Regions from separate parts of the Mus musculus genome. Here region 2 is linked to region 1. The links are chromatin contacts, called in public promoter capture Hi-C maps. All regions are on one chromosome and are shown on one strand. Each heading gives the region's core, a stretch centred on a gene start, on an enhancer-like site or on the middle of the called end of the contact. The rest is flanking DNA. Distances are from core to core; before and after follow the strand shown.

Evidence for each region. Promoter capture Hi-C pulls out the DNA fragments that hold promoters and counts their contacts.
Region 2: a contact with region 1 is called in a promoter capture Hi-C map of pre-B cells, with 3 times the contacts expected there. The contact joins the promoter of A630089N07Rik here to the promoter of Brwd1 in region 1. A contact is called at or near these places in 2 of 39 promoter capture datasets (pre-B cells and stem cell-derived epiblast-like cells).

The regions. Positions count from the first base shown.
Region 1 is chr16:96,079,722-96,083,872 of GRCm38.p6, forward strand. Brwd1 (bromodomain and WD repeat domain containing 1) reads right to left here and starts at 2,707. Exons shown (of 42, transcript NM_145125.3): 1 at 2,533-2,707; 2 at 2,401-2,459; 3 at 2,257-2,286; 4 at 2,093-2,152. The coding sequence starts at 2,581.
Region 2 is chr16:98,080,021-98,084,465 of GRCm38.p6, forward strand. It overlaps A630089N07Rik (RIKEN cDNA A630089N07 gene), which reads right to left and starts at 2,419. Exons shown (of 5, transcript NR_015491.1): 1 at 2,326-2,419.

The DNA.
Region 1 (4,151 bases), core at 1,457-3,956:
ATCAGAATCAGGTCCCTGTCCCGTAGAAAACGTGTGTGGTTAAACCCTGCCTGTGGGTACAGCACTAGGAGACAGATTGGATTCACATTCCAGCACCTACCCATCCTACAAACCTTTTAAAATTTCATACAGAAGAAAACAGACTTGGCTGGGCATAGTGGCACACGCCTTTAATCCCAGCACTTGGGAGGCAGAGGCAGGTGGATCTATGTTGAATCTGAGGCCAGCCTGGTCTATAAAGCAAGTTCTAGAACAGACAGGGCTACAAAGAGAAACACTGAAAAAAAAAAAAAAAAAGAGGTAGGTGGTGTCAGGGGGAGGGAAAAAACAAACTACTCAGAGGAAACCCTGTCAAAACAAACAAACAAACAAAAAAACAAAAAAGACAAAAGAAAAGGGCATTGCATGCCTGTACATGTGTGCCATGGCTTGAGGGTGGAATGCAGAGGCCCACTTGTGGAAGTAGGATCTCTCCCTCCTCCACTCGGGGTCCCCAGGAGTAAACTCACATCGTTAGGGGTAACAGAAAGTAGTTTTATAGATAAGTCATCTTACCCACCTGAACATTTGCTTCTTAAAAATAACTCTCAAAAGTCAAATTAAACAACAAACCAGCAACCCCGTTTTACTCAGCAACTGCACCTGTCACGGCCAACACCTGGCTGTGGAAAGGACAATGGTAGAGGCTCTAGACCAGTGGTCCTCAGCCTTCCTAACGCCGCGGCCCTGCAGCCCTGCACAGTTCATGTTGGGGTGACCCCCAACCATAGTTATTCTCGTTGCTACTTAACTGTAATTTTACTACTGTTATGAACTGCAATGTCGATATCTGACATGCAACCCCCCCAAAGGGTGGGTCCCGTGGGTTGAGAACCGCTGCTTTAGCACTCCTGCCCTGTTCTGCTGAGCCCTCTAGTTATCCAGTTAACTCCTTAGCCCTGGAAAACAAGGTATAGAGAATGAACTGCCCACATGCATGACTGACGCCCTGGCTGACTTTTTGTTCACTACTGGTCTTGGACACATGGTGAAGTCAGTGAGCTCTCCTGTAATCCCGACCCAGCAGAGGATGAGTGAAGCAGGACTGCAAGTCCAAGCCAAACGGGGCTGTGCAGCCAAACATCAACAGCACACACTCATCTCAACCTTCTGTAACCAATATGCTCAGTGTGAGTCTTTTATCTTAAAATTGTCGAAGATATTCTCCTGCAACATTTGTGCTTCGTTAACGATAAACACCCAAAGCCTCTGTTACCTGGATAAAACTCAACTATACACAAGAACCTCTAAGCAAGTAGGGAAAATAAGGCAAAGGAAAATAAATGTAATCCGCAAGTTACCACTCCTCGGAAATGTTAAGACAGGCACACACAACTGCTTCTGAGAGCTTAGTCCGAGCTCTCAGAAGCAGGAAATGAATTCAAGGCCAGCCTGGCCTACCCGAGTTCAAGGCAAGACAGTGGTACGTAATGACACCCTGTCTCAAAAAATAAATACACCGACTGACGGATGTCAACTTAAAGCCTGAACCGCTACATACAGCAAGATCAAGTGTGAGCCAACTTTCTAAAGGCAGTCAACACACAGTGCACGGGTCGGGGAAGCAGGGGTGCCGCACTGACATATTCACCACGGAGAACTCTGTGCGATCCTACAGAGGAAGGGAGTACAGTACAGGAAGGGGCCATTTCTCCACCTTGGGAGACTAAGGACTCTCTCTCTATTCCTGGGGAACAAGAGGTCTGAAAGTCTGGGCGGGGCAGAGAAAGGAGAGACCAATGAGAGCTCGAGTTACAAATCGGGAAGGGAGAGAGATGAGAGCGCCCCTCTCAGTGGCTGGCGGCCGCACCTGGAGCCCCAGCCCGGCCGCGAGCCAGGGGCGCCCCCGCCTGCGCCCGGCACCGCCCCCAAAACCATTTTCTGCCAAATCCCGCCCCCCACCCCGCCACCGCGAGCCCTCGGGGGTCGGGCCCGTCGCCCCGGGACGCCGGACCACCAGAGACCACCCCCGGGCGCGGCCCCGCGGCGCCCGCAGGGGAGCAGAGACCCGGCTGGGGGGCGCGGGCGCGCGGAGGACGCGGGAGCTGCTCACCAATTCCTCGTAGCTCCTGTTGTGCTCGTTGCCCTCCCAGTCCAACCTCTTCGGCAACAGCTGGAATGAGACACGAAAGGCGTCCGGGTGACCACCGCGGCCGGGAGGCCGGGCGGGACCGGGACGCGGGGGCGGGGACGGGGACGCGGGGGCGGCGGACCGACCTGGTACTGCTCCAGCTCCTGCACCAGCACCTGCGGCAGAGAAGACGCGCGGTCAGACCCCGTCAGCTGCCCCGCTCACCCCCGGTTCGTTCGCCCCCGGTTCGCTCGCTCGCCCGCCCGCCCGCTCGCCCAGCCGGCACTCACCTGCGCCGCTCGGCGACACGGGCCAGCTGAGAGGTAGCGGGCGATGAGAAAGTACAGCTCTGCGGGGAGAAGACAGGGACGGTCAGCGGCGGCTGCGCGACACCGGGCAGGGGACGCGCGGCCGTGTCTTACCCGACTCGATGAGAGGCACCGGACGTCGGGCCGGCGAAGGCTCCGCCATGGCGGGGCGCCGGGCGGGAGCGAGCGGACCAGCGAACAAGTGGAGCGCGTAGGCCGCGCCGAGGCCTGACCGGGCCGGCGTACCCCCAGCTCCTCAGGCGCGCGCCGCCGCCGCCATGCCGTGCGCGCCGCGCACCGACGCGTCCGCGGCAGGAAGTCGCGCGGGACCGAGGGGCGGGGAGCGAAGTAGTCCCCCCGCGGGGAGCCGGCGGCGTGGCACGACGCGGATGTGGCTCCTTGGCTGGGAGGCGGGCCTCGCCTCGGCGTCCTGTGCGTCGGGGGCGTGAAGCGCAAAAGGGGGCGGCGAGCCAGCCGGGGCTGCGTCCGCGGGGCGGGGGGTGGGGGGGCTGGGGCGCGCGTGGCCGGATTCCTGCGCGCGGTGAGGCGGCCGCCGGCCTTTGTGCGGCGGCGGAGGCGGTACGGCGAGCTGGAGTGGAGGGGGCGGGGCGGGGCAGGGCAGGGCGGAGCCTGGGAGGACGGTCACCTGGGCTGGGCCTGAAGACCCTGAGGCTGGGGAGGAGCTCTGCAGGAGGGTGGCTGAACCCAGAGCGGAGGCTGCGACACCACCTTACCCGCTGCCCTCCCGACCTCCCGCCGCCCCGCGTCCCGCGCCCCGCGATGGGTTAAAGATGCCCGGTACGGGTGACGGAATCTGGGAGTCCGCGATGACTTGACGGGAACTCAGAGGGCCCGTGGGAAACGGGCTGCGGCCACAAGTGTCAGTCGTTTTGTTGGAGGGGTGGAAGAGTTACAGAAAAATCCCCCTAATTACCGCTCTAGGCTCCTGACCCAACCGGATCTGTTTCACCACGTCCAGTGTGCGCTGACAAGCTCTGACGTAGAGTGCAGAACAGAACTAAACATGGCCATTGTTAGATTTATCGGGCAGCAGAGAGTCAGAAAAAGAGGCCTGACCTCAAACGACCTCGGCTCTTTATTCCCAAACACCAAAAGACAGTCGTCTTCCAACGGGAAAGCGAGCTCCTGTCGCGGGCTAGGGTGCGGCAAGGGAATTGTTTGTGTCTATAAAGAGTCTAGGGTGGTTCGGCTGTTTCTTTTCCTTAGGCTTAGGACATAGTGCTAGGGTGGCTCCGCATTCTTTTCTTAACCCCTGCGCCCCTGCGAAGGGCTGACCGAGCAAGGTCATTTGTAGGAGTCCTGTCTTGTGACCAAGGCGTTGTACCAGCTAGTCATTCTAGTGCCTGCGTGCGGAGGCAGAACGAGGTGTCCCAGTCGTGCCCGGGCAGTGAACCTTAGACTGGCTCCAACTATCAGGTGTATGATCCTAGGCAAATCACTTAACCTCTGTCTCAATTGGCCTTATCTGTAAATTGTAGCCAACAGTGCGGCTCCTTCCAGAGCTCAAGGATTTTATGAACTAATACGCATTTCCAGCCTCTGAGTTGACTTTCATTAATTACATGGAAAGTACATATGAATATGTAGATGGCCCACCTATTCAGAGTAATCCTAACTCAGCAAACACCAAGTGGTAAGATAAAATGGAACAGTAAACTCCACCGTTCCCATGGAAACAGTTTGGCGTCCTTTAAGGGAAAGGTGAACTATAG
Region 2 (4,445 bases), core at 1,169-3,668, 2.0 Mb after region 1:
TATCAGAGACTGTCTGACTCATGCTGGGGGGTCCAGTACAAGGAAAGAAAGTAGATTCAAAAATCTCTTTCTCCTCCATCCTTGTTACTCTCCTATCTGGTGTTAGGGAGTGACGAAGGGGTGTGTGGGGGAGACGCGGGGGGGGGGGGGGGGGAGGGGGGAGGTGGAGCTTGGGTGCTGTTGGGGAAGGGGTTAAGGGTAGGGGAAAAGAAGTAACCATGAAGTAGCAAAGACCAGCTACACTGATTAAGGCTAAAAGAGGAGCCAGACTAGAATGGATTTTTCATTCCACATATGCTGACACCCTTTAGTCTCTTTTAGGTTCAGGTTGAGGTTAAGTTTTGAACAACTTAAATACAGACTGGAGGCTGCAATTCTAGCCACTAAGACACATGGGAAATCTACACAGCAAGCATATTCCCAGGATCATTTCTTAAATACACAGTGCCCTAACACAGCAGGTTAGTGACAGTGTCCTGAGTGGAAGGTTCCAGATGATGAAAAAACTGGAAAAGGAAAAGGTAGAAAGTAAAAAAGCTGGGGTGGGGAGGTCTTACACAAGCTATGGCTCATGCTAAGCAAGCTTCTAAAGAATACCATCTTGTACACGATTGACATGAGTGAAAAGGAAGGAGATGGGAGACATCTATGAAGTCAGGAGAAAGATGAAGAAACTATGAAGTCAGCAGAAGCATCATACAATCGGACACACTCAGGAGAAGTCTAATTAAACAGTGCTGCACAAGGGCAACTCAGTGTTTCTCAAAAACATTTCTGACCAAATCTCTCATGGCCTTGGGAATGATAACCACAGCCCCATAGGGTAGGAAGTCTTGTTCTCAGAATCTGATTCAACCTCTCCCAAGCATATTCCTGGTTTTAGAAAAGGCCCTGGTTTTATCTCTATACCCAGGGCCTCAGGGTAAGCTGCCAAGGAGCCAGGTGAGTAGGCCCCAGGCTGTGACTGGCTCTGCCAAGCATGTTCCTGGGTTTTAGAAGGAGCTATATCATGCTCCAGACAGGGGAACCTCAGGGAAATTACAGTTTGATCACGCCAGCACTCAATAATGCAACAGTGTTTTCTTTTCTTTTCTTTTTACCCTTTTCACATGGTTGTCACTAAGTGTCATCTCGCCCATGTGGCATAAGTATGCTTTTTTCAAGCAGAAAACTGAACCTTTATGGCACACTAGGCCTTACTGTAGATTGTGATCCTGTAATGCCCCATTGAGCAGCTGGTTAGAGGCCTGCTCTTTCATATGGAGATGGGCCTAGTGGCTGCTTGTAAATCAAGTTTGTTTTCTTTATTATGGCTTGGAGCCATATTTCTGGGCAATCCTTGTGAACAAGCATGTGTATCCTAGCAACCTAAACTCTAATTGCCCTGGTTAGCACATTACTTATCTGTGAGATGTTTTACATGGAGTCCACCCTCAGATAAATTCTACTTGGAGTGCCTTACTATCTCCTAAGCTTTAGTAAATCCTTTACATCATCAATCCTGCACTTTTACATCACAGCTTGATATTGGATTGCTACCCAGCACATGAGATGTCTTTTACAACCTCCACAAAATTAACTCCAAATGGACTGTCCACCTTAATGTCAAATGCTAAGAACAGAACTTGCAGAAACTAGGACTCTCTGAGTTTGGGATCATGCCAAAGATCGTTCTACACACAGGCCAAATGCAGCCCCCACAGTGAAGTTATTCAGAGGCTACGGCTGGGTCCCGCGAGTGGCTAGGACCTCAGGGGACCTCACACGTGGCCGCCGATTCCCATTCAGTCCTGTGAAAGCCCCACCACACCAGCTCGCGCTGCTGAGACCCCTGCTTCTCCCCATTGTTGGCAGTGACCCTGTGCTCACCATGGCGCAACTTCGGAGCTTGCCTGAGCACAATCCACAGCATCCAGCGGCAGGACAAGGAGCACAGCACACAGGCCCATTCAAGCTGGCTCAGCTACTAAGTGAAACCCGCACCACGGCAACCGGAAAGCCCGCCTTCTCTTCTGACTGGCAGGTCCGCCTAAAGGCTCTGACTGGCCAGTAAGTCTGGAGCACCTCCGTTAGAGTTAAGAGTTAGCTGAAGGTACACAGTGTAGGTTCTCAGTCCAAGCTTCAAGGCCAGGACCCAACCTCTTCCAGATCTACAGGAATTTGCATTTCTGTAGTACTTGTGCCTATCCTCCAATAGCCTACCAATCTGTCCCCCCCGCACAGCGCCAGGGAGACCCCACCAGGAAGGCTGGCGGAGACCTGCCACTGCTCAGCCGCTTGCTCCTCCCCTATGTGGGCAGTGACCCTGTGCTCACGATGTCGCACCTTCGGAGCTTGCCTGAGCACAATCCACAGCATCCAGCGGCAGGACAAGGAGCACAGCACACAGGCTCATTCAAGTCTGCTCAGCAACTAAGTGAAATTCGCGCCAAGGCATCCGGAAAAACCCGCCTTCCCTTCTGACTGGCAAGTCAGCCTAAAGGATCTGATTGGCCAATAAGTCTTGAGTGACTCGAGCACCTCCCTTAAAGGTACATTGCGTAGAGATTCTCAGCCCAATTGAAGATTCTTCAAGTCCAATGCCTGACCTTTTCCAGATCTACAGGGATTTGCATTTCCATAGTACTGGTGCGGGTCCTCCAATAGCCTACTCTTCTGTCTCCCTGCACAGCCCCAGGGAGGCCCCATCAGGAAGGCAGCCGGAGATCTGCCACTACTCAGTGGCTTGCTCCTCCCCTATGTGGGCAGTGACCCTGTGCTCACCAGGTCCTGACTTCAGCCCCAGCTTCCCTAACTCACTAGGCTGTTTGACTTCTCCCTCCTGGAATTAAGGTAGGTAGCTTGCATAGCCCATTACTCAACTTGCAGGGGAGTTAGCAAACTGTCCCACAAGCGGAAAGGTGCCCAGGATATTAACTATTAGAGGGAGATTTGGGGTAACAATAGTTTATAGATATGAATAGGCTTATTAATTTCTGGTTTGTTATGTTCATAGTGTAATTAATTTTGATGCATTTGTGCCGTGGTGCAGCCCCAGCGTGAGGTATTTCTTCTTTCTTTTCGGTTCTTCTTGAGGCAACGGAGAGGTAAGAGCATAGGCGGAGGGTAAGGCTTTGTCTTAACAAAAATTTAGGGTTGCTGTATAATAAAAAGTTTACTTATCTAAGTCTAAGTTACTATGCTGTTGTACCTGACCTGCGTTCTGTGATCCTCTCAGGTCAGAAACTGCAGTTTCTGGCACTCAGCACCTCATCCTAAAACAGCAGATTAAGTAAAGAATTAATTGCTAGACCCTTTCCCCTGTTCTCCAGATGCCACTTGCTTTCGGGATAGGAGGATGTTTGGAGCTATAAACTTCTACTGAGCCAGGAGAAGTAAATAACACTCGCAGAAAGAAAAAACTTTTACATAAGCAAATATGCATAATCTCACATAAATTCATATTCAGCTTCATTCATGCTCACTTATTCATTTTCATTAGAAGCCAGATGGGCCCAGCTTTCATGCATTCTCACAATTACATACTTACACACACACATGCAGACATTCTCACAATTACATAATTACACACACATCCATATTTACATATGCATATGGAGCATAAGACCCAGCATGGTTGCAGAAAGAACTCACACATTCTAGATGAAAACTAAATGCACTCCAATCTGTATTACATAGAGAAAGAAAAGGCTTCTACCTTCTTAATGCTAAATGAATTAAACCCATGTTTGTAAGAAAAAATCTTTGTTTCTTTTAATAAGACTAAACCTGCCTTGTCCTTACCATGGGATCTGCTCTGTCCCACGGTAAGGAGAAGCCTGCTTGCTCCTTCTGCTCTCAGCATCATCTACTTTTTTCTTCTTTCCCTCTGCATTCTACACATTGCTCTCTTAGTAGTTTATGTTACCTATAATTTCCAAGCTACTCCACTCTGCATTCTCCTTCAAAAATCATCTCCTCAGCTCAGTTCTCTCACCTCCATTCCTCTCACCCCCAGCCCCCAGTTTTGTCTCTTCTCTTTGTCCTCAGCCCTTAAACATCATTCATAATACATGACCACATGTTAAAATTTTCATCAAAAGTTCACCAGAAAATCAAATCATAAATTGAAATAGAATGTTACAACAGAGGATGTTTACATGAATATCCATTAGGAGTGATTATCAAGCTAAACATCCATCACTTGTCTCAGCTCCACGGGTTCACAGAAGGCTTAAAACCATAACTAAGTTATAAGTGAAGTTTTGTATAGATAAATCCAGTCAATATTTTATCTTCTGTCCTAGCACCTATAATAAATTGTTAGTTCCCTTTTATGGCCTTTGGTTAATTGTTTTACAACCTCTTAGAATGTGCTCTGAATAGAAGAAAGTCTGGTTACTAGCTAAGAGTTGTTAACTGGTGAAACTTGAGAGACTGGGAGAGTTCTCATTGCAGCTTTGACT